Linked DNA regions of Mus musculus: all the other regions are linked to region 1. Evidence: chromatin contacts called from public Hi-C and HiChIP or PLAC-seq data. All regions are on one chromosome and are shown on one strand. Each heading gives the region's core, a stretch centred on a gene start, on an enhancer-like site or on the middle of the called end of the contact. The rest is flanking DNA. Distances are from core to core; before and after follow the strand shown.

Region 1 (3,184 bases), core at 284-2,783:
CCTCTGCAGGCACCGGGCATGCATGTGATAAACAGATATACATGCAGGTGAAACATTCATACACCTAAAATAAAAACAAATACATCTGAGAGAGAGAGAAAGAGAAAGGGAGGGTGGCGTTCTGCTCCCCACAGTACACTGAGAGTAAGGGACATTCCTAGAGACAAAACGTTAATTGACCCCCAACCTTCATCTTCCCTTATTCTTCCTATTTAACTGGACACTGGGATAGCTACTGTCTAAAATATGTTCTTTATAAAAGTCTTCCCAGTAGCTATGGCTCATGGAATGGAATGGGGAAGTCCAGTAAAAGTTCTGGGTTGGAGCCAGTACAGAAAGAATGTTGATCTTGTAGACACCGTCTTACCTCTGGCTTTACTTCTGGCCACTTTCCACTTTCTGGCGGCACCAAATGACCACAAGCTCCAGGACCATGGCCTACCAAGTTCAGAAATTCTCAGTCAAGGTTTCAAAGTAGGGTATTTTCTCATTGGGTTAGCTCAGTCATATGCTCATCTCTGAACCAAGCATGTTAAGCTATTAGAAGTTGGATTTGCCAGGCCCAGTCACTCCTGTGTGGGAGGACAGGATCAGCTCCAAGTCACATGGACTGAATGGAGGGGTTCCCTCTCTAGAATCGCGAGGCTTTTGCTATGAGCAGGCTATGGATGCCGGCAGGCCCCTCAAGGGTGTTGGCAGATATTGAAATAGAAAAAGAAATGATTTTCAACTTCTAGGCAGAAGATCTCTAGGGGAAAAAATGTGTCAACGCATTTTTATTTGTTTTCAAATTGTGATCACCAAGTTCCTCAAAATTCCACAAGAAAAATGAATCCAGTAAGCTAATAGTCTCGCATAGTTTTTCACAGTAGGATAGAGCTGCCTTTAAATGATACCCTGCCTGGGGGTTTTGATCTCTGGAGACACGAAGTAAGCAGTAAACAAGTCAGCAGGCAGTTCCAGAGCAGTGCCAGGAGGTGTCGACAAAGAGCTGAGCTGAGCTTCCATAGAGCTCGCTTGCCCAGCGGACTTGCTGCAGATTCCCTAGAGCGGCAGCAAACAAACATTTACTTAGATAAGAAGGATGGGGTCGGAAGAACGTTCAGTGCAGAAGGAACAGTTTTGCCTGAGGGCGATGCGATCTCAGAACCGAAGAACACGGTCTACACCGAAGGCGGGGAAATGTTCTCATCTTCTTCCGCCCGGAGGCGTCTCCAGTGACACCTGTTTCTTTTTGTGGGGTATTTTTTGACTGTAAATCCTCATTCTCTCTCTCTCAATAGCTATTTTCCCTGTTACTTTTTTTTTTTTCTTCAATCTTTTATCCCCTTTCGTTACTTTCGGAGTCCCAAAGAGCAATCGAAGGGCCCTTCTAAGTGCCATCCTATCCGGCTTCTTCCAAGTCCAGAGTTGTTAATAGAAAATATCTGTCCCTCCCAGACCTATTTTGTGGCAATGGCCTTTGTACCAGAACGCCCTCCCCAAACAGCCATCATCCTTCAGGAGGGTCCTCATGTTTTACTCAAGCTGGCCAGCAGATGGCAGGTTCTTCCTAGTAATGCAGGAAGGCTCCGTAGACTCAAAACTGCAGTGATCTACACGGAATCCGGACAGAAAAACGCAGATCCCTGAGTCAGAGGATGGGAAAGAGGCTACTGCCACCGATCCACAGGACTCCACCTACCTCCCCAGCCCCGATCTCTTCCATCAATCTCTATTTCTGGGATTATTTTCAAAGTCAGCAGCAGCTAAATCACTCAGAGCAAATTTATTAAAGCCACTCTGCAGTGGCTGGTTTCAAACTCACTATGTGGTCCAAGCTGGCCTTGAACTTGTAGCTCCAGTTCTAACCTTTCATGTGGCTGGGTATATGTATGGGCCACTATGACTAACAGACAGTTCTCAGAACAAAAGCAGTTTCCACCTATGTGATACTCTGGTGCCAACTCTTCAGACTGTCAAATTCTTACATAGGGCTGGTGGCAAGAGCCTTTACTCACAGCACTTAGGAGGCAAAGGCAGGCAGATCTCTGAGTTTGAGGCTAGCCTGGTCTACAGAGTTCTAGGTCAGCGGGGGCTTGCCAGAAACAAAACAAAACAAAACAAAACTGACGTCCTAACACATTTTATACACATCCCCTTGTCTCATCTAGATAATTTGTGTTAGAAGCAACCTTACAGATTACCAGTCTGAGAGCTGACCTGTCTGTCGTCCATGTGCCTGTGGGCTAGAACAGAAAAAAATGTCATTATTTTTACTAATGGAAATTTAGCATTTTCCCTTTATCATAATGGAGGTAATCAAATACATCATATCCACGACCTTCACGAGGATGGCGGCATCAATGGGCGTTCTCAAATCTCATTTGGTTGCCCCAGTTTTCACAAACCTCACGTGTATTGATGCTTTGGACTCTTGGTGGTCATTAGACCTCCTTCTAGATTATGTTACTTAGAGCGTCAACACAGTAGATTATGTTTCATAATATCCTGCCTTGTTTTTAACATAGCACTCTTTTAGTTTAATTGGTTATCTGTAATTCTACATATCGTGTCTTGGACATTAAAAAAAAGGTTTTGAAAATACACTGGAGAATCAAAGAGGCCCACGGCATGGGAACAGATTAATAACAACATTTATCTGATATAAATAAATAACATTTATTCTGATAGAGGGATCCTCACTCTGGCAGGAGGGGTGTCTGGCTCAGAACCCCATCACTGGCTTTGAACAGACTTGTCTGCACTTTGATCTAAGACAGAAGAAGAAAGGACCAGAGGGACAGGCAAACATCCAATATGGGGGATGTAGCTCTAAGGACCCATGTCCTGCTCCAAGCTTCTTATTCTGTGTCAGCCACCCCTTGTGTCTGTAGCTGGGGGTTGGGCTGGGTGAGGTGAGGTGAGTGTCAGTCAGGGTTCCCTTCTCCAAGGCTAAATAAATAAATAAATAAATAAAGCCAGCCCCCAACTCTGCTCCATGGAGTACATTTTCCAGGGGGCTGCTTAGCCTGCTACTGGGAATTTGCAGACACTGGTCCAGGACCTGGCCTTTTTATGGATAGCGTATCTAGCAGTTGACAAATCTTTTACTTCAGCCATCTTTGGGTTTAGTATTTTTTTAATATTTATTTATTTATTTATTTATTTATTTATTATATGTAAGTACACTGTAGCTGTCTTC
Region 2 (3,155 bases), core at 597-3,096, 710 kb after region 1:
ATATTACTCTTAAAAATTAACAAGTGCCAAAATTGTGAAGTCAAAGGAGAAGGAATCAGTAGTAGCATTTTATTTCGCTTTTAAAATGGGATTTCACCCAGCATCCACAATATGTAGTTCACAAGTCCCTGTAACTCTAGTACCAAGGATATCTGAAATTTCTGCAGGTACCTGCATTCAAATGTACACACATATACACACAATTAGAATAAAATGAACATATTTTAAAATAAACATATGAAAGAAGCCAGTTGGTAAAGAACTGGAAACCCTTCAAACCTGGACTCTATGCAAGAACAGGACAGGATGTACAAACATGGGGTAAGCAGGTGCTATAGAGATGGCTTTAGCTTCCTGAACCTTTGGTCCAGTGCTTTCAGCATTTGCATTCACCCAGCTTCCTAGTAAGCTGTCTCGATTTCTATCTATTATTATCTATTCAATGAGTACGGTCCAAATTCTGAAATGTGCTTATAGAAACAGAGTACAACCTTAAAAAGGTAGGCACAAAATCTCCCTTCCTTAAACAAAGGATGCAGTCTATGACTATTTCCTCAGTCTCCCGCACTTGGGAACTGTGAACAGGCTCCAGCAGAGAAGGGAGGTGTAGGAAACCTCTCCCCTTCTGACTGTTTTGTCTGCAGCTTCAGTGGCTAGGACTGGGGGTGTGTATAGAACCTCTCCTCTGTACTACAGGGTATGAAATGAATTTGTTGGGGCAAAAAAACTGCATACAGCAGCAATGGTTGCCAATTCCAGACTTAAGATTGGCAAGCAGTTGCCACTGAGGATCTACATTAAGTCTGTGAGAAGCACACATTTTGCTTGAAATTTTATGCTCTGGCTGTAAAGATGTCAATGTTCTTATAGAACTGTTCACTGATCACAGTTGAAGACAAGGAAAGATGGCAAAATCCAAGTGATTACCCAAATCTGTTGAGTTCTCAAAGCACTACCATAACCCTGGTATTTCCCACATCACTGGCATTTGTTCCTGCTCAATCTTCCTTCCAGTTTCTCAGACACCTGCCAGCAGCTCCAACGTTAGCTGCCACTGCACGTCCAACCCTGCCGCCCATAGCGTCCTCCTGCTCACTGTCCTAGTTAGCTTGGTCCACTGCTTTTTACCACTGCGGTTTACTTCTGCTTTTACTCTAACTGCACTCAGCTCCTCCCTGTCCATTTGCTGTAAGCAATGCTACTTTCCAAGGTATGGAAATAATTCCCTGGGTTACAAAGATGCTCCTAAAGCATGAGGGCAGAGGAAAGCACCATCCATTTCAATTTTTAACCTGAATGGTGACTCAATACACCAAAGGCCTGAGACATTCATAAAAGGAGATCTCATCTCTGAAGTTAACAGGTTACCAGTACAGTAAAATAGTTAGTCCATTAGTGTACACTGCAGTACTCCCAATGAGACGGACCTAATTCTACAGTGGTAAAACATAGCACCGGAAATGCTCATAGCAGGGAACTTAGTTCTAGACCAGAGACAGTACAGGCTGTTGCCTGAAACCTCTGCGAGGGAAAGGCAAGCATAGGCTAGTGTTTCCGGTGCTTCTGAGGCCATGCTCAGACAGGCCCAATGAACCAAGGCTCACATGACAGAGAGAAGGACATTCTAATCTTTTGGGAGCCAAGAAGACCCAAGGATTTCCCAGAGGCATTGATGAAAAGACAAAAGGAACAAAAGTTTTGTATCCTTAACTAGGGACAGATGTGGCAAGGTCTGTTCTGGAGCGAGGGCCAGGGCCTCAAAGTTTTGGTTCCTGGGAAGCTGGCTTTCCCCCCCGTGAAGGGCTATGGTTTAAAGTCCTAAGGCAGCTCTGTCTAAAGTATGTTGCATTCTCTTGCCAACAATGACTTAGCTCTCTGCTGATCTTGGCTCATTTCCCTACTGCAAACAACATAGAAGATTGTGTATTTCTTAATAAGCTTGCTTGTGAGAAGCCATGAGTTATGAGTTACCAGCTTTCCTCAGCCCCAGTCCTCCCCTCAGGAACTTGTCATACAAGAAGGACTTGTTGGCTGGTCCAGGGCACTAACCCATCTGAGAGCAGAAGGAACTGAGCCTTGGTATGGCCACCTTACATTAAAGAATAGGGAGTTTCTAATGAAATAGACTGGCAGAAAATCAAAAGGCAGCCTGAAAGATCACCTAAGACTTCCTTCTGAAGATAGACACACACTTACATGTTGTTGATGCAGCTGTGCTAGGTGTGTTCACAACTGTGTCCATGCGGCTGCTTGTACGCCATTCTATGTTAAGACAGAATGGAGTAAAACAGAATCTGACCTTGAGTTCCCTCAAATAACTGATAAAACCTTTGGGTGCTCTGATTCTTTTTAAATAATTTTTTGTTTATGCTATTGTTATTTTTATTTTTAATCCTTTTCTTTTTGGCATGCCTAATTTAACAATGTGTATGTGTATATTGTGTGGATTCTACTTACTGGGAGACATACTAGTAGGCCTAGTAAGTACATATTTATTACCTTAAATACTATTATTTCCTTAAAATGTATTGAAATGGTATTTAGGACTCTATTAAATGTTTCAAAAACCGTTAAAATGCAACTTGTTTATAGACAATAACATTCAAAGGAGGCATTAAAGCATTGTTAAACTAACAAATTGTACACTAGATACATGGGCTTCGTTAATGATTTTCTTCTAAAAAAGGTTCTGGAAGAAATAATCTGTTTTTTAATCAAAGGTAAGAGGAAAATTACATAAAATGCTTTATGTTAGCCTGGAGATGCTCAGTGGGTAATGTACTTATCATCCAAGGATGACAACTTGACTCTGGATCTTCAGGACCCAAATAAGTACACAGTAGCATCTGCAGTCCTCACTCTTCCAGAGACTGGAGTCAGGAACAGGAGGATCCCTCCCAGCCATTGGCAGGCTAGACTAGCAAGTGCAGCTTTGAATAACAAGAGTCCCACTTCAAAAATGGTAGAAGGCTAGGAACAATGCCCTAGAGCGTCCTCTGACCACACTAACAGCACATACTCACATGGGCATACATGTATGTGTCCAAACGCACCTACATACTCACATGTGCATGCATATACATGCACAAACACACCCAATCACATGTGCATGCATGTATGTGCACAAACACACCCACATACTCACATGTATGTGC
Region 3 (3,076 bases), core at 381-2,880, 520 kb after region 1:
GCTCTCTAGGATTCCTCTTGCAGTTTCTCTATGTTTCTCAACGGTGAGCTCTTTCCTTTTACTGAATCGATACCTATTTTAAAAAGAATAGAAACAGCACTGGGAGGAGAAAGGAAAGGTAGCTCAGGGGTACAGTGCTTTCCCCGCATGCACAGATCCCTAGGTTTGGTTCCCAGCACTGTGTAAAACAACGCCACACAACTGAGTTGGGGGAGGCTCATGCAAAGCCTACCAGCAAGTCCACACTGACACCGAGGAGCAGGGCGCAGTTTCCTCTACTAGCTGGGAGAAGAGAGATAACTTCTGGGAAAACAGAAGTGAAGGGATGGATACTCATCTGTAAGGGTGACTACGTATTACTACTAAAAAGCCACGGTTTAGTTTGTCAGAGAATATTTTAAACTGTGTGCCCTGCTCATGGCAACAAGATCTATGTCCTTGACGAAGCAAAACAAATGCAGACCTAACTAATTTCAAAGAACCTTATAGGAAAGAGAAAGAAGGGCAAGGAGTGTGATCACCAACCACATCCGCTCCTAAGGATCCACATCTTATCCTGCAGGTAACAGACACGGTGAGAGGTGCCATTTCTCAGTCTGTGTGCTGTCAGATGCCACAACTCTGGAGGGTTCACGGTCACTCTTGCTCATCTGCCTCCTCAGATAAAATGCCAAAATGCCCACTCTCAATAGTTTCCTGATCCCTGGGCAGCAAAATGGTGGTAGTCACTGGGGCAAAAACCCAGTTTATTCTGAGCTATTGTCCTAGTATGACTTAGTTGTACCTGTTCAAAGGATCGTGCATTTGGGGTCCATACAGTTCGGTGAGACTAGAAGAGGTCTTTTTCAACCCAGGGGCTGCTGCTGGGGAGTAAGTGGATGCTACAACACAGCTGCTGCGAGAAGAGCTCTCACTATTACAACAACATCCTCCATTCTTCCTTCCTGGAGTGAGCTCACACCATTCTCACCCCACTCTCTAATTGCATCAGGCTTTTTCTTCTTTTACCCATGGACCTGTCCTCATTTCTGTTCAGCTTCCGTGAGGCCAGAATATGAGGGTCATAGACAAACTCCTGCAGGCCGTTTGCTGCTTCTCTATGTTTATGTGGTGCCTGGCCCCTTCTGGGAAGGTTTCTGCTGCTTTAGGAGTCCAGCCTCCCTTGCTTCTCATTCACACGCTTAGTTTCTGACACAGGGCTCTCGCTATCCGGCTGTATACCACTATGCTGCTTCCAGACTCTTTAGTTTAGTTGGGATGGGTCTCTGCTGCCGGGGCGGTGCCCACCCCGTGGTATCTATTTAATACTTGGGGTGGTAAGTTGAATGTATTCAGTTATTCAGCAAATATTTGTTGGCACCCATAAGACATTGCAAGCTCATCGAAGATGACAGCAAGATGATCTCACATTTTGATTTTTAAAGGCTGAAATATGATTTTTTTAAAGTCATAAATAAAATGAAAGGAAGCCTGGAAAACATCATGCTTCTAACAGTGCTCTGGAAAAGCAGTTGAATTTGATATTCAGTCAGGAGTTCCAACAGACGTTGATTGTACTATAAACTTAGCACAGAGAACCTGCCAGTGTGACAGAGAAGGCTTTAGATCAGGTTTAAGGCTTGTCTTGCCTCGGTACATGTGCTAATATATCCAGTCAGCCTCTAGTGCCGCTGGTAAAACATGTGGACTCTGTAGATCAAATGGGACTTCTAAATTTCATGGGTTCTGTATTCTGATTCTTAGGATTATTTTGTTTCTCTAATTGGAAAGCAGACATTGCTTCTGATGGAGGAACATCAAGATTTATTGATCATCCCAAAATATCTTGCAGAACAATAAATTTTGCATTTCACAATTTAAAAAGCTGACGCACAGTTGCTGATTTCGAATGCTTTCAAGCAGCAGAAGAAAGCTCCAAACTTTGCATATGTAATAGGAAGCTAACTGCTCATTCAGAAACAGACTTGCAAGTGATGTCTATTTTAACTAAGACAGCGTTTCCCTTGCAACTTTGCTCAGCTAATCAAAAAATTTAATTCTTAAGGATACAAGTGTTTACTTTCTTCTGAATTTTAACAAGTTTTAAATATTTCAAGGGCTTTTCCTCCCTCTCGTTCTTTAATTTCTCTTCCCTGCCCATCAACCACCAGAAGTTACTCTTTCTGCATGGGCTTCATGACTGTTTTTTCAGGCTTAGGTTTTACAGATGGCTTCATCCGGACCATCTTATCATAACTTCTCTTAACACACTAAGACAAGTAATCTACTTCTTATCTTTGTCTAATTTTTAAGGCTGGATTGTATCATGATTCCCAGCTCTGTCTGACTGGCACTTCTGTATTCCTATATTTAACAGATGCTCAGAAAATGCTTGATATATTATATTTTAGTCCAACCCTTATATGCAGCTCAATACAAAACTACAGTCATGTTTACAAGGTAAAAACCATCTAACAGTTCTGTACAACATGGTATTATTAACAATGAAGCTTCTTAAGTTAAATACCAGGGGCTAATTTTGTTTTTCTGATGTGTGTTACACGTCTCGGTTTTGTGGTACAACAGAGGCATAGCCATCACCATCCTCCAGTACCTTGTGAGTCCCAGGACAGCATCAGCCCTTGCCAGGCTTGTTCTAATACAGGAAGGTCAAAATGAAGTCTAAAGAAGCGAAGACTCAGAATTTTGATGGAATATTTGATCACAAAACATGCAGTTGTGAATTTTCGATTCATAAACTATTTCTATGGTTCAGTGAAGATTAGAGTTGCTGGTACAAATCATGGAAACGGGTTCCGCTTGATTTCAATCATTGCTTACCATTCGAATGCCACCTGCATGCAAAGGTCCAATCATGACAAACAGAATACAGCACCCACCACACTAACACATCTGTTCACTCACTAATGGCTGTCTGGTTAATGTCAACACAAAAGGCACAGCTGGAAAACCATCACCTATGCTCCCTACAGGACCAGCCGCACTAGCTAACCAGGCAGGAGTCCTCATTGCTGGGCTTGACTTCTCCCTCGAGCAGTGAGTTCATCACAACCTTCGTCAAGTAGCTGCAGGTTCC
Region 4 (2,969 bases), core at 179-2,678, 560 kb after region 1:
GTTACTCTTTATGCTCAGAAGTCAACCAGAGTGTTTTGGATTAGGGCATATTTATATGCCACTTGTAATATGCTTTCTGGGTTGCCCTAGCCTTTGAAGTATTCCCTTCTCACTTGGAGTACTGAGCCACCCAGGGCGAAAGAACACTAAGGAGCAGCACCACAGAGCTTGTCACACTCCTCGTCCTTCTCCATGAAACCCTTGGTTAGGGATGTTTGGACAACTGGCACCTTTCAATTTCTTGCCCAAACCTAGAAGAGTGACAATTCAAAACTAGATTTTGGTACAAAACAGATGTAGAATATTCTTAAAATGTCAATTTCTAATTGAATTGTGTTCCCTGAAATTTTTTTTTCATGGCTCACCCATTTTATTTTTAAGAATTTTGATTTTTCTGCTATGCCTCACTTGGGAAGTGAATACAGGTATGGCTGCTTTTTGGCCACTGGCCTTCATTTCTTCACACCAGCAGAGGTGGAAGCACCACAGCATGGAAGAAAGAGGCACAGCTCCCTGAACACGCAGACGTGGCTTTACCCGTGAAGGAGATCCCTACTGAGGACCACTTGACCACATCCCTATGCACACAGAGCACTTACCCAATGCGTATTTTCAGCATGCCGCTGAACAACTCAGGGCTGTTGGAGATGATCCAGCCGATGTGGATGACCAGTTCTTGCTGAATGACTGCCTCCCTCTCATCGTGGGTATTGCACTTATAATAGATTATGTTCTTAATCACTCTTGGAGACAGTGGGTTAGAGATGACCTCCTCTTCATGTCCAAAGGCACCTAGAGTTACCTATAAGTACCAGAATTTTACTGTTAAAAAAAAAAATTCTGAGTTACAAAAAAATAAAAAATAAAAAAAATAAAAATCAAGGCTCAGGATGACTGGCAGGCTGAAATTGCTCTATGTAAGCTAGGGAGTTAGTCAGAATAATTGTTCCTGATATTTATTAAAATGGCTTTCAAAGTATGACTCCCACTGGGGTCCATGATGGTTGAGTCTGGTCTAAAATGTAAGGGCTGGTGAGGGTCTCAGGGAAGTGAAGGTGAGTAGACATAAATAACTATTAATTTGGAGGGAAGGGGGTTAGTACTAGAAAGTCCCAGGGGAACCAGAACACATTCAGTGACTGTATTTTACTACACAGTTCAGCATTTGGGAGATCTATTTTTACAGTTTTTCGAGTAGAACCGTCTGCTCTTGAATAACACTGTAACCCTTCCAAAGTCAGGAGGAAGGCCATGTAGTTCCTGTGTAGCCCCCACTTATCCTGATCATGTTAGGTATACATGGAGGGTTGTGATCCATGGCATTGGATGGCTCACCTATAGAATGAATGGGACGGCTGGCTGCCCACAAGCCTGCGAAAGGAAAGAGCTCAGAAAACAAAGCAGGAAGTGCTGACAGAGCTGGCAAGAGAAGGTTTAGGCTCTCCTCCCTGCTTGGCCAGCTGCTTCTCAGAGTGCCTGCTGCTCTTGCTTCCTCCTCATCAACACTTCCTATCTCTTTTGGATGCAGCTCATAACTGTTCGAGGCAGGAAAAACAGCACCTCAAAGACGTGCTTTCCCAGAGATGAGGGCTAAGAACTTAAACAGCCTTTCCAGTTCTGGAAGGGCTCAGAGTAAGAACTGTGTTGGAAGCTGAGGCAGGAGGATTAGGAGTCTTGGCCAGCCTGGGCTACAGTGTGTGTGTGTGTGTGTGTGTGTGTGTGTGTGTGTGTCTCAACAGAAAACAGAAGGTACATAATTAGCTCCTGGAGATAATAGCAAATAAACTACTTTTATCCAAAAGCTTGAGAGAATTTACAAGTCTGAGCAAATCACACCACTTCAGGCTGGAACAGATCTTCTGAAATAGTAAATGCACACTTTGATCTATTTCCATTTCTTGGTCTGTGAAGGGATAGGAACCAGTGGATGAAGAAACTCCTGCCTTCGGTCATTAGGCTGAACCATTGGCATCTGGTTTCCTTATCCTTTGCAGTCAGGGAATGTTTCCCTGGGAAATGTACTGGCCTGATGGATAACAGTCCAGCCATAGCTGGAGGGCAGGCTCTAAGGCTTCTAGAGTGTGGGAGCAGGGTGGCTACAGCCTATGGATATTGTTCAGAATGGATAAGACAAATTCAAGCCCACATTCCTAGTGTCAGGCCAGTGACCCTCAAGCTCTAAAACCTATGACCAGAGGTAGTGGAATCAGCTATACTTCAGTGCTTTGGGGACTAAATGCACGGAGAAACATGTTTCCCAAAGCCTGGCTAACTTTCACAGTGGTAATGGCTGTGAAAGACTCTGGCACAGATAAAGATTCTGGTAATAAAGGGTACAGGGCAAATGACTTCCTGTCCCTTGATTTACTAAACCATTGACAGTGGTTTGACGTTTACCTCCTAATATGGAGCATGGAGAAACTTCATAGAAAGTAACTTTTTCTTAGTAACTTCTTATGGGTATAATTATTTTAAATTGTTAAACAACATCATAGGAGAAGGTAAATAACATTATTCTAACATTCCCAAAGCTAGATATCTGAATGAAATTATTTTAATCTTAATTAAGATCCCTGAAATATGAGCAATTAGTTGATGGTATTGAGGAAGTTAGAAAACTTCATTATTATTAAAGCTTACTATATTCCTAGATTAGCTGTCAGGAACACACAATAAACACATACATTCCAAAGGAGAGACAGAAAGCAACTAGATTTTTTTCACTGTAATCAAACAATAAATCAGCTACATGATTAGAGATTACAGAAAATGAGCAGCAGCAGCCAACACCACATGCACAGCTCAACCCAACCCATTTACCATCAAGGATTGTAGAAAGAGACACAGGACTGGAGAGGGAGGAGAGCAGAAAAGACAAAGAGGAAAGGAGGGAGGGAAGAAGGAATGGGGGAAGAAAGGAAGAAAGAGGGAGGGAGGGCGGGGGGGGGAATGAGGGCTGGAGGGAAGGA
Region 5 (3,012 bases), core at 210-2,709, 660 kb after region 1:
GAACAGGAGGCATCAAGTTCAGGGAGGCGAGATAGAGAGTGTATACTACAAGAGACTACTGTAATTGGTTATCTCAGGGACAAGCTAGAAACCTAGTGTAATGGAAACTCCCAGGTACCTCTAGCTAAGACTCCTAGCAATAGGGGATATGGAGCCCGAATAGGAATTTGGACACCAACCCAGCCACAAAACCTTCAAGCTACAATTTGGTAAGATGTGCTGGGGTAAAGGTGATGCAGAAATTGTGAAAGTGGCCAACAATGACTGGTCTAGCTTGAGACCCATGCCATGAGAGGGTGTTCAACCCTGACATTGCTAGGACCCAGAGGTCAGATAGCCCAACTGTTATCAAGGAGGCTTTATCCAGCAAAGATGGAAGCAGATGCAGAGATTTATAGCCAAACATTAGGCAGAGCTCAAAGAATCCTGTGGGAGAGGGAGAAGAAGGATTGTAGACACCAGAGACATCAAGGACACCACAGGAAATCTCACAGAATCAACCAACCTGGGCTGTTATGGGTTGAGACTGAACTGACAACCAAGAAACCTGCATGAGTCTGACCTAGGCTTTCTGCATATTTATTACAGTTGTATAGCTTGGTCTTCCTGTGGGATTCCTAACAGTGGGAACAAGGGCCTTTGAGACACTTTCCTCCTACTGGGAAGGTGCATCCTCTTATTGCAACTCGGTATGCCATGTCTGGTTGATCTCCATGGGAGGCCTGCCCTTTCCTGAAGAGAATAGCAGGAAGAATAGATGGGGTGTGGAAGTGTGGAGGAGGAACTGGGAGGACAGGAAGGAGGGGAAACCGCAATCTGGATATAATATCTGAGAGAAGAATAAAATAATAATTAATAATAATAATAGAATCAAAAAGAAAGAAAGAAAAAATACCAAGCAGTTGCCTTAAACAATGAATGCCATAGGAATAACACGGTCACTAAAGGAATCTTAAACTGCTACATATCTAATATTTTACTGTTTTTTACTTTACTAAAAAACAAGGAGAACACAATATAAACAATATAAACCTTAAAAAGTAAATATCAATTTTAATTGTTTTACTTTTCATTCATCCTTAATCTCAAACACCAGAATTACTGATGAAGCAAGGTGAGGATTTGGTCGAACATAAGAGTCTATTTATAAGTTAATGCTCAGAAAACTTTTCCCCAAGGTTAGGCCTTAGGATTCAACGGATACTTTATAAGTAAAACTTGAATCTTCACCAAAATGAAGAAGTTATAGGTTTAAATGCAACCCCAGAGGCAATGTGAAATTAGCTGGATGTGTAACTGGGAGTTGAGAACTGCCGTGGCTATAAATAGATACTGAAGTGCTCTTTGAGCATTTAATACAGGCCTTGGAGAATGATCAGCAGAGAGAGAGAGAGAGAAAGAACATAGTCTAGTATCACCCTAGTTGTCCCAGGAGATGCTGAAAGAACTGCTCAGACCTAAAAAAAGCCAAATCAGTGAAAAAGCACAGGGAACTAGCCTGGGCCCAGCCAACAGTTACTTAGGCAACACTTGAAGAGAAGTGGTGAATTTGGAGTGATTAATAGAGCCTTCTGCGGAAGCCCGGAAAGGGTGAGGCTGTGCTTAGACTAAAACAACAACAATCTGGGCTTTATCTAAAAAATATTAAGTGAGTTTAGCCTATAGAGGAGTTGAATGTCAAGATGTGAACAAAAATAACCTCGGAGCCACAGTCTAGTGGGGTTTATTTTTCACCCTGATGTTCTTAACCTGGAATCTAGTTCTGACTCTATCATTAAGTTAAGAGGGAAAAATCATACACCCCTCCAAGTTTGTTTCCCTCTGTAAAGGAACTGATGCTTCTAGGTGATTTAAATATATACTCTATAGCTCTTCAGTACCACAGACTGCAACTGTTAAAGGACTGGCCAAGAGTAGATGTCAAAGAGTAGGACTGTAGTTTCTGAACACCAGAAAGGTGTGTTTTTGTGGTTCAGGGATAGCAGTCTTCCTGCATACAAAGTACAACTTAGAGGAGTGTTACCCAGTGTGCCAACAGAAAGGAGAGCCAAAGTTCTAAGGCAACAGTCATAGGCTCCATCCCCAATCCTTCTGCTATAGCAACTGGAAAGCACAGACATAGAGGGAATGGCAAAGAGTCAAAAAAAGAAGGAAAGTATAAATACTTACCACATGGATTACAGAAAGATAGATCCCTGACTCAAGAGAATCGCAGTGACCAGGAGTTGACAGCAATGTTTTTTGGGTTTTTTTTTAGAGAGGCCCTCCCTCCCACAAGCCTGAACCTTGCCAAGTCTACCAGGTCTGACGAGCAAGCCCCAAGGATGTACACACCTTTGCCTCCCCAGTGTACCACCATATCCTACACTTTAACATGAGAGGCAGTTATCAAAACAGGTTCAAATAATTCTAAGGCAAATGAGCAATCTCCCCAAACCCAGCAAGAGATCTTCTTACTGAAACCCTATCTAGAAAAGCTAAGGATGTGATCTCAATGGGAGTCAGATAAATGGTTAAATCATCAGGTAGGACTTAAGTAGTTGTGGTGGGTTGAATGAGAATGGCTCCCATGGGCTTAAATGTTTGAATGCTTAGTCATCAAAGAATGATAATGTTTGGGAAAGCTTATGAGTTGTGGCCTTGGAGGATTTATGTCCTTGGGGTTGGCCTTTGAAGTTTCAAAAGCCTAAGCCAGGGCCCTCTCCCCCACTCCACCCTGTTGCCTGAGGATCAGGAATTTAAAGTTCTCAGCTACTGCTCCAGAGCCATGCTTCCCACCAAAATAATGGATTAAAGCTCTGAAACTGAATGCAAGTTCCAATTAAATGCTTTCCTTTATGAGGGTTTCCTTGGTCATAGTGTCTTCACAGCAATAGAACAGTGACCAAGACACTAGTATTTTTTTTTTTACAGTGATATAAAAGAAACAGCAATTCAGTAGAAAACATACTTAAAATTTTTATCTTTTCTCAGGCTAGAAATATGTGGTACAATTAGATTCTTGTGGTACTA
Region 6 (2,866 bases), core at 179-2,678, 800 kb after region 1:
ATGGAGGGCTTGTATTTATTTTGGAGGTAGGGCCTAGGTGACATATTTTGAGCTTCTTCCTGACCTTTGACCAGTGGCACCTAGATTTTTTGTATCAGCTTGCACAGATATGAAACACTAGAGGAAGGGTATAGTAAGAATTCTGGAGTTTTTGTTTCTTTAATTAAAAAAAAAAGAAATACATAAGAATGTGTTTTCATTATAATCTCAGGCGTGGGCTATGGGACTGCTTCAGACTGCCTGCAGCAGCTGATGTGACTTGCCTCATGCTCTCAGAGGCATGATTCTGCCAGGTGCAGATAATTTCTACAATTGTGTGACGTTTGGAATTTTGGGAACTTTTCAGAGGATACATAAATGCTTGGGCCCTGAGAAGTAGTATGAGTGGCTGTTGATCATTCAGGAAGATTCGGTTGCAGTTGGTTAGTGCCTGTGGTCAAAGAGGATTCAAGAAAGAAATTAGATTCAGGGAGCTCTCTGTTTCTGTCTCTCTTTCTCTCTCTTTCTCTCTTTTCCTTCTCTATCCTTCCTTCTCTCCTTTCTAGTGATAGGGTGAAACCAGGAGGATAAAGGGTGGGCAAAAGAAGAACACACAAAGTCACAAAGACCCAACTACAGACAAAGGATAAAGTTTAAAACCTGTCAGCAATTAAACATCAGAGAAATGGTGTCAGTTCTGATTTGCAGTAAAACAGCGTCTCTGAGCCCATCCCTAAAGCTTGTTACAGTTGTTTCCTTGTGACACACGTTGGGCTGCCTTTGACATGAAATGTTTTCCCTATATGCGAAGACTGTTCCTCAGAGGCTGTAGCTTTGGATGTCTCTCCAGTACTCTGGAATGCCCATGCGTTTAACAGGCCTCTGTCTCTCCCGGCATACTCAGCTCTCAAGCTCTGTTAGGTGCCAACTGATTGTTCTGTTGTTGTTTCTGACAATGCACTAGGTGTGTGTGTAGGTGTGTGTGTGTGTGTGTGTGTGTGTGTATACACATTGCTTCTTGGTTTAATAATTGTGTGTAGATTCCTTTGCAAATTATTTTAGGCCAGTTTTATAGGCTCATTCATGCTCTGTGAATATTCTTAACAGTTATTTCAATGGTTCTTTCTTGGTAAAGCAGCTGGTCTGTGGTGTAGGTAAACTTGATACTCTGCTTCTGTTTCCACCAAATCTCTATTTGCTGCGAGCACACACTTAAGTTTGAACTTCCCCACATGCTCTTTTGGATCAAGTGAGCTTTTTTTAAAGCACAGCTTTGTAGTTGTCTGTGTTGCAGCCTGCCTTTCCTGCATGGCATAATCTTGAGCCATGAAGATGTCCTTCTGAATGGCACCACTGTTTTACAGAAAAGTGGTCATGTTCCTTATTCTGGAGAGAAATGAATAAACATCTATTCATCCCAAATCAGACACTAATGAACAAGGATGTGATTCTGTCCAAGCCCAGCTTAGGGAACAATGGGTTTATTGGGCTTACAAGAGGGAGGAATGAGGGAGGAAGTACTTACAGGAGCAGTGTTAACCCCCAAACATCTATGTCACTGACAAGTTGCACCCCAGCAGAGGTAACAACCTTCCCAGAAGCTGCAGAGGAATCCCCTTTTTAGACTTGTGCGTGTTGTATATACCATGCCACCAGCAGAGGTCACATGCACCAGAGGTCACATGCAGGGCTACTTATAGCTAGGGGCAGGGCTTCAGAATGGAGTGAGGGGCTAAAATCTCAGGGAAGGCCACACAACTCTGTCTTGGGGGAATGTTAAAACAGTCTACATTTCATGCTGGTTTTTGGTAAACACAGCTGCTAAGTTTCATGATGGCCATATCGTCTTGAAGCCAGGTAAATCCTTCATTCCTAGGAGGTGATGTGGGAGTGTCCATCAGCATTACCTTAGGTGTATTTCCTTTCATTCTGTCCTGTGACTCACTCTTAGCCATCAGAGGTAGTGAGACTTTGTAGTCTTAACAACCAAGCTTTTTCTTTATTCTTACGGGTATTTATTATATGTGTGTTGAGGTGCCAAGGGGATTATACTATACCCTGTGGAAGTCAGAGAACAATTTACTAGAACTTCTTTACCACAGCTGCTTCTACCATGGATGATCTTCAACTCAAACTCAGGTTTCAGGTTTGGCAGCCAGCATCTTTAGCCACTGAGCAATCTTGTAGGTCTCTAATGTTTCATTATTTGTTTTCTAGAATTTTGTACATGAAAACTATTAACATCATTTCCCCCCCCCTTCCTTTTCCCCTTTCCAACTCTTCTCATGTCTTCTCAACTACCTTTCAAATTCATCTATTTATATGTGCATATATATATATATATATATATATATATATATATATTCACACACATTATATGTGAATACAACCTTCTGAGTCCATCTTGTGTGTTTCATATGTATATTTGTTTAAGGCTAACGACATGGTTGACCTGTGACCTATCAGTTATCAGCTTGTCCCTGGAGAAGACTGATTCCAGTATTTATATATGTACATATACACACACACACACATAAGTACACAGATACAACTATCTGTGTCCATTTAGTATTGTTTATATCAAAATGTGTTTAGGGCTGACTACAGAATTGTCTATCAGGGTTATCAGGTTTGTCCCTGGAAAAGACTGGCTCTTCCTCTGAGCAGATATCAGTTGCCTTAGTGCTTCATTTAGGGATATGGCCTTGTAAGAGTTGTATCCACCTTGGCATATCAGCTGATGTTATATTGTATGGGTTATTGTTGCCATCTCATGTCATGCAGCTTCCCTGTCAAGCATAGAAGACACTGCCTTGTCTTGATGTCCTAAAGGCTTTTTCTAGCAGATTACTACTTTTTCAAATCATTTAAAAGCATAATCATGTGT

Evidence for each region. A called contact is a pair of places that touch in the nucleus more often than the background predicts. HiChIP or PLAC-seq counts read pairs in DNA pulled down with a chosen protein or histone mark.
Region 2: a contact with region 1 is called in a Hi-C map of uterus, with 4 times the contacts expected there. The contact joins two enhancer-like sites. A contact is called at or near these places in 14 of 39 promoter capture datasets (the 3T3-L1 cell line, 3T3-L1-derived adipocytes, the HPC-7 cell line and 10 more), 2 of 15 datasets of contacts at CTCF or cohesin (the NIH/3T3 cell line and large pre-B cells), 1 of 484 Hi-C or Micro-C datasets (uterus), 4 of 115 datasets of contacts at active chromatin or transcription factors (SST interneurons, bone marrow-derived macrophages, hepatocytes and 1 more) and 3 of 9 other capture datasets (adipose tissue, liver and pancreatic islet).
Region 3: a contact with region 1 is called in an H3K27ac HiChIP or PLAC-seq map of SST interneurons, with 5 times the contacts expected there. The contact joins two enhancer-like sites. A contact is called at or near these places in 13 of 39 promoter capture datasets (the 3T3-L1 cell line, 3T3-L1-derived adipocytes, the C10 cell line and 8 more), 3 of 15 datasets of contacts at CTCF or cohesin (the NIH/3T3 cell line, pro-B cells and stem cell-derived epiblast-like cells), 1 of 484 Hi-C or Micro-C datasets (cortical neurons), 3 of 115 datasets of contacts at active chromatin or transcription factors (SST interneurons, embryonic limb bud and embryonic stem cells) and 2 of 9 other capture datasets (adipose tissue and pancreatic islet).
Region 4: a contact with region 1 is called in an H3K27ac HiChIP or PLAC-seq map of SST interneurons, with 9 times the contacts expected there. The contact joins two enhancer-like sites. A contact is called at or near these places in 14 of 39 promoter capture datasets (the 3T3-L1 cell line, 3T3-L1-derived adipocytes, the C10 cell line and 9 more), 1 of 15 datasets of contacts at CTCF or cohesin (stem cell-derived epiblast-like cells), 3 of 484 Hi-C or Micro-C datasets (cerebellum, cerebral cortex and myocytes), 2 of 115 datasets of contacts at active chromatin or transcription factors (SST interneurons and stem cell-derived neural progenitor cells) and 2 of 9 other capture datasets (adipose tissue and liver).
Region 5: a contact with region 1 is called in an H3K27ac HiChIP or PLAC-seq map of stem cell-derived neural progenitor cells, with 8 times the contacts expected there. The contact joins two enhancer-like sites. A contact is called at or near these places in 6 of 39 promoter capture datasets (the C10 cell line, hematopoietic stem and progenitor cells, hippocampal neurons and 3 more), 3 of 15 datasets of contacts at CTCF or cohesin (the NIH/3T3 cell line and pro-B cells), 1 of 115 datasets of contacts at active chromatin or transcription factors (stem cell-derived neural progenitor cells) and 2 of 9 other capture datasets (adipose tissue and embryonic stem cells).
Region 6: a contact with region 1 is called in an H3K27ac HiChIP or PLAC-seq map of SST interneurons, with 10 times the contacts expected there. The contact joins two enhancer-like sites. A contact is called at or near these places in 9 of 39 promoter capture datasets (the 3T3-L1 cell line, hematopoietic stem and progenitor cells, hippocampal neurons and 6 more), 2 of 15 datasets of contacts at CTCF or cohesin (both in the NIH/3T3 cell line), 1 of 484 Hi-C or Micro-C datasets (neural progenitor cells), 6 of 115 datasets of contacts at active chromatin or transcription factors (SST interneurons, bone marrow-derived macrophages, embryonic midbrain and 3 more) and 2 of 9 other capture datasets (adipose tissue and liver).

The regions. Positions count from the first base shown.
Region 1 is chr8:86,583,645-86,586,828 of GRCm38.p6, reverse strand. No RefSeq gene overlaps it. Among named protein-coding and RNA genes, the nearest start is that of Abcc12, 19 kb to the right of the region's middle. Within about 2 kb of position 1,533, at least 93 of the 459 cell types and tissues checked have an H3K27ac peak or open chromatin away from gene starts, as enhancers often do. A contact at or near this core is called in SST interneurons, adipose tissue, cerebellum and 5 more, where this site is marked.
Region 2 is chr8:85,870,547-85,873,701 of GRCm38.p6, reverse strand. All of the region lies in intron 2 of Phkb (phosphorylase kinase beta), which reads right to left. Among named protein-coding and RNA genes, the nearest start is that of Phkb, 31 kb to the right of the region's middle. Within about 2 kb of position 1,846, at least 58 of the 459 cell types and tissues checked have an H3K27ac peak or open chromatin away from gene starts, as enhancers often do. A contact at or near this core is called in adipose tissue, neural stem cells and uterus, where this site is marked.
Region 3 is chr8:86,059,350-86,062,425 of GRCm38.p6, reverse strand. It overlaps Phkb (phosphorylase kinase beta), which reads right to left. Exons shown (of 32, transcript NM_199446.2): 32 at 1,784-3,076. The coding sequence ends at 2,984. Among named protein-coding and RNA genes, the nearest start is that of Gm33632, 97 kb to the left of the region's middle. Within about 2 kb of position 1,630, at least 6 of the 459 cell types and tissues checked have an H3K27ac peak or open chromatin away from gene starts, as enhancers often do. A contact at or near this core is called in SST interneurons, where this site is marked.
Region 4 is chr8:86,027,315-86,030,283 of GRCm38.p6, reverse strand. It overlaps Phkb (phosphorylase kinase beta), which reads right to left. Exons shown (of 32, transcript NM_199446.2): 27 at 600-802. Among named protein-coding and RNA genes, the nearest start is that of Gm33632, 130 kb to the left of the region's middle. Within about 2 kb of position 1,428, at least 27 of the 459 cell types and tissues checked have an H3K27ac peak or open chromatin away from gene starts, as enhancers often do. A contact at or near this core is called in SST interneurons, cerebellum and cerebral cortex, where this site is marked.
Region 5 is chr8:85,924,793-85,927,804 of GRCm38.p6, reverse strand. The region is part of intron 8 of Phkb (phosphorylase kinase beta); the gene reads right to left. Among named protein-coding and RNA genes, the nearest start is that of Phkb, 85 kb to the right of the region's middle. Within about 2 kb of position 1,459, at least 43 of the 459 cell types and tissues checked have an H3K27ac peak or open chromatin away from gene starts, as enhancers often do. A contact at or near this core is called in adipose tissue and stem cell-derived neural progenitor cells, where this site is marked.
Region 6 is chr8:85,784,198-85,787,063 of GRCm38.p6, reverse strand. All of the region lies in intron 6 of Itfg1 (integrin alpha FG-GAP repeat containing 1), which reads left to right. Among named protein-coding and RNA genes, the nearest start is that of Itfg1, 55 kb to the left of the region's middle. Within about 2 kb of position 1,428, at least 23 of the 459 cell types and tissues checked have an H3K27ac peak or open chromatin away from gene starts, as enhancers often do. A contact at or near this core is called in SST interneurons and neural progenitor cells, where this site is marked.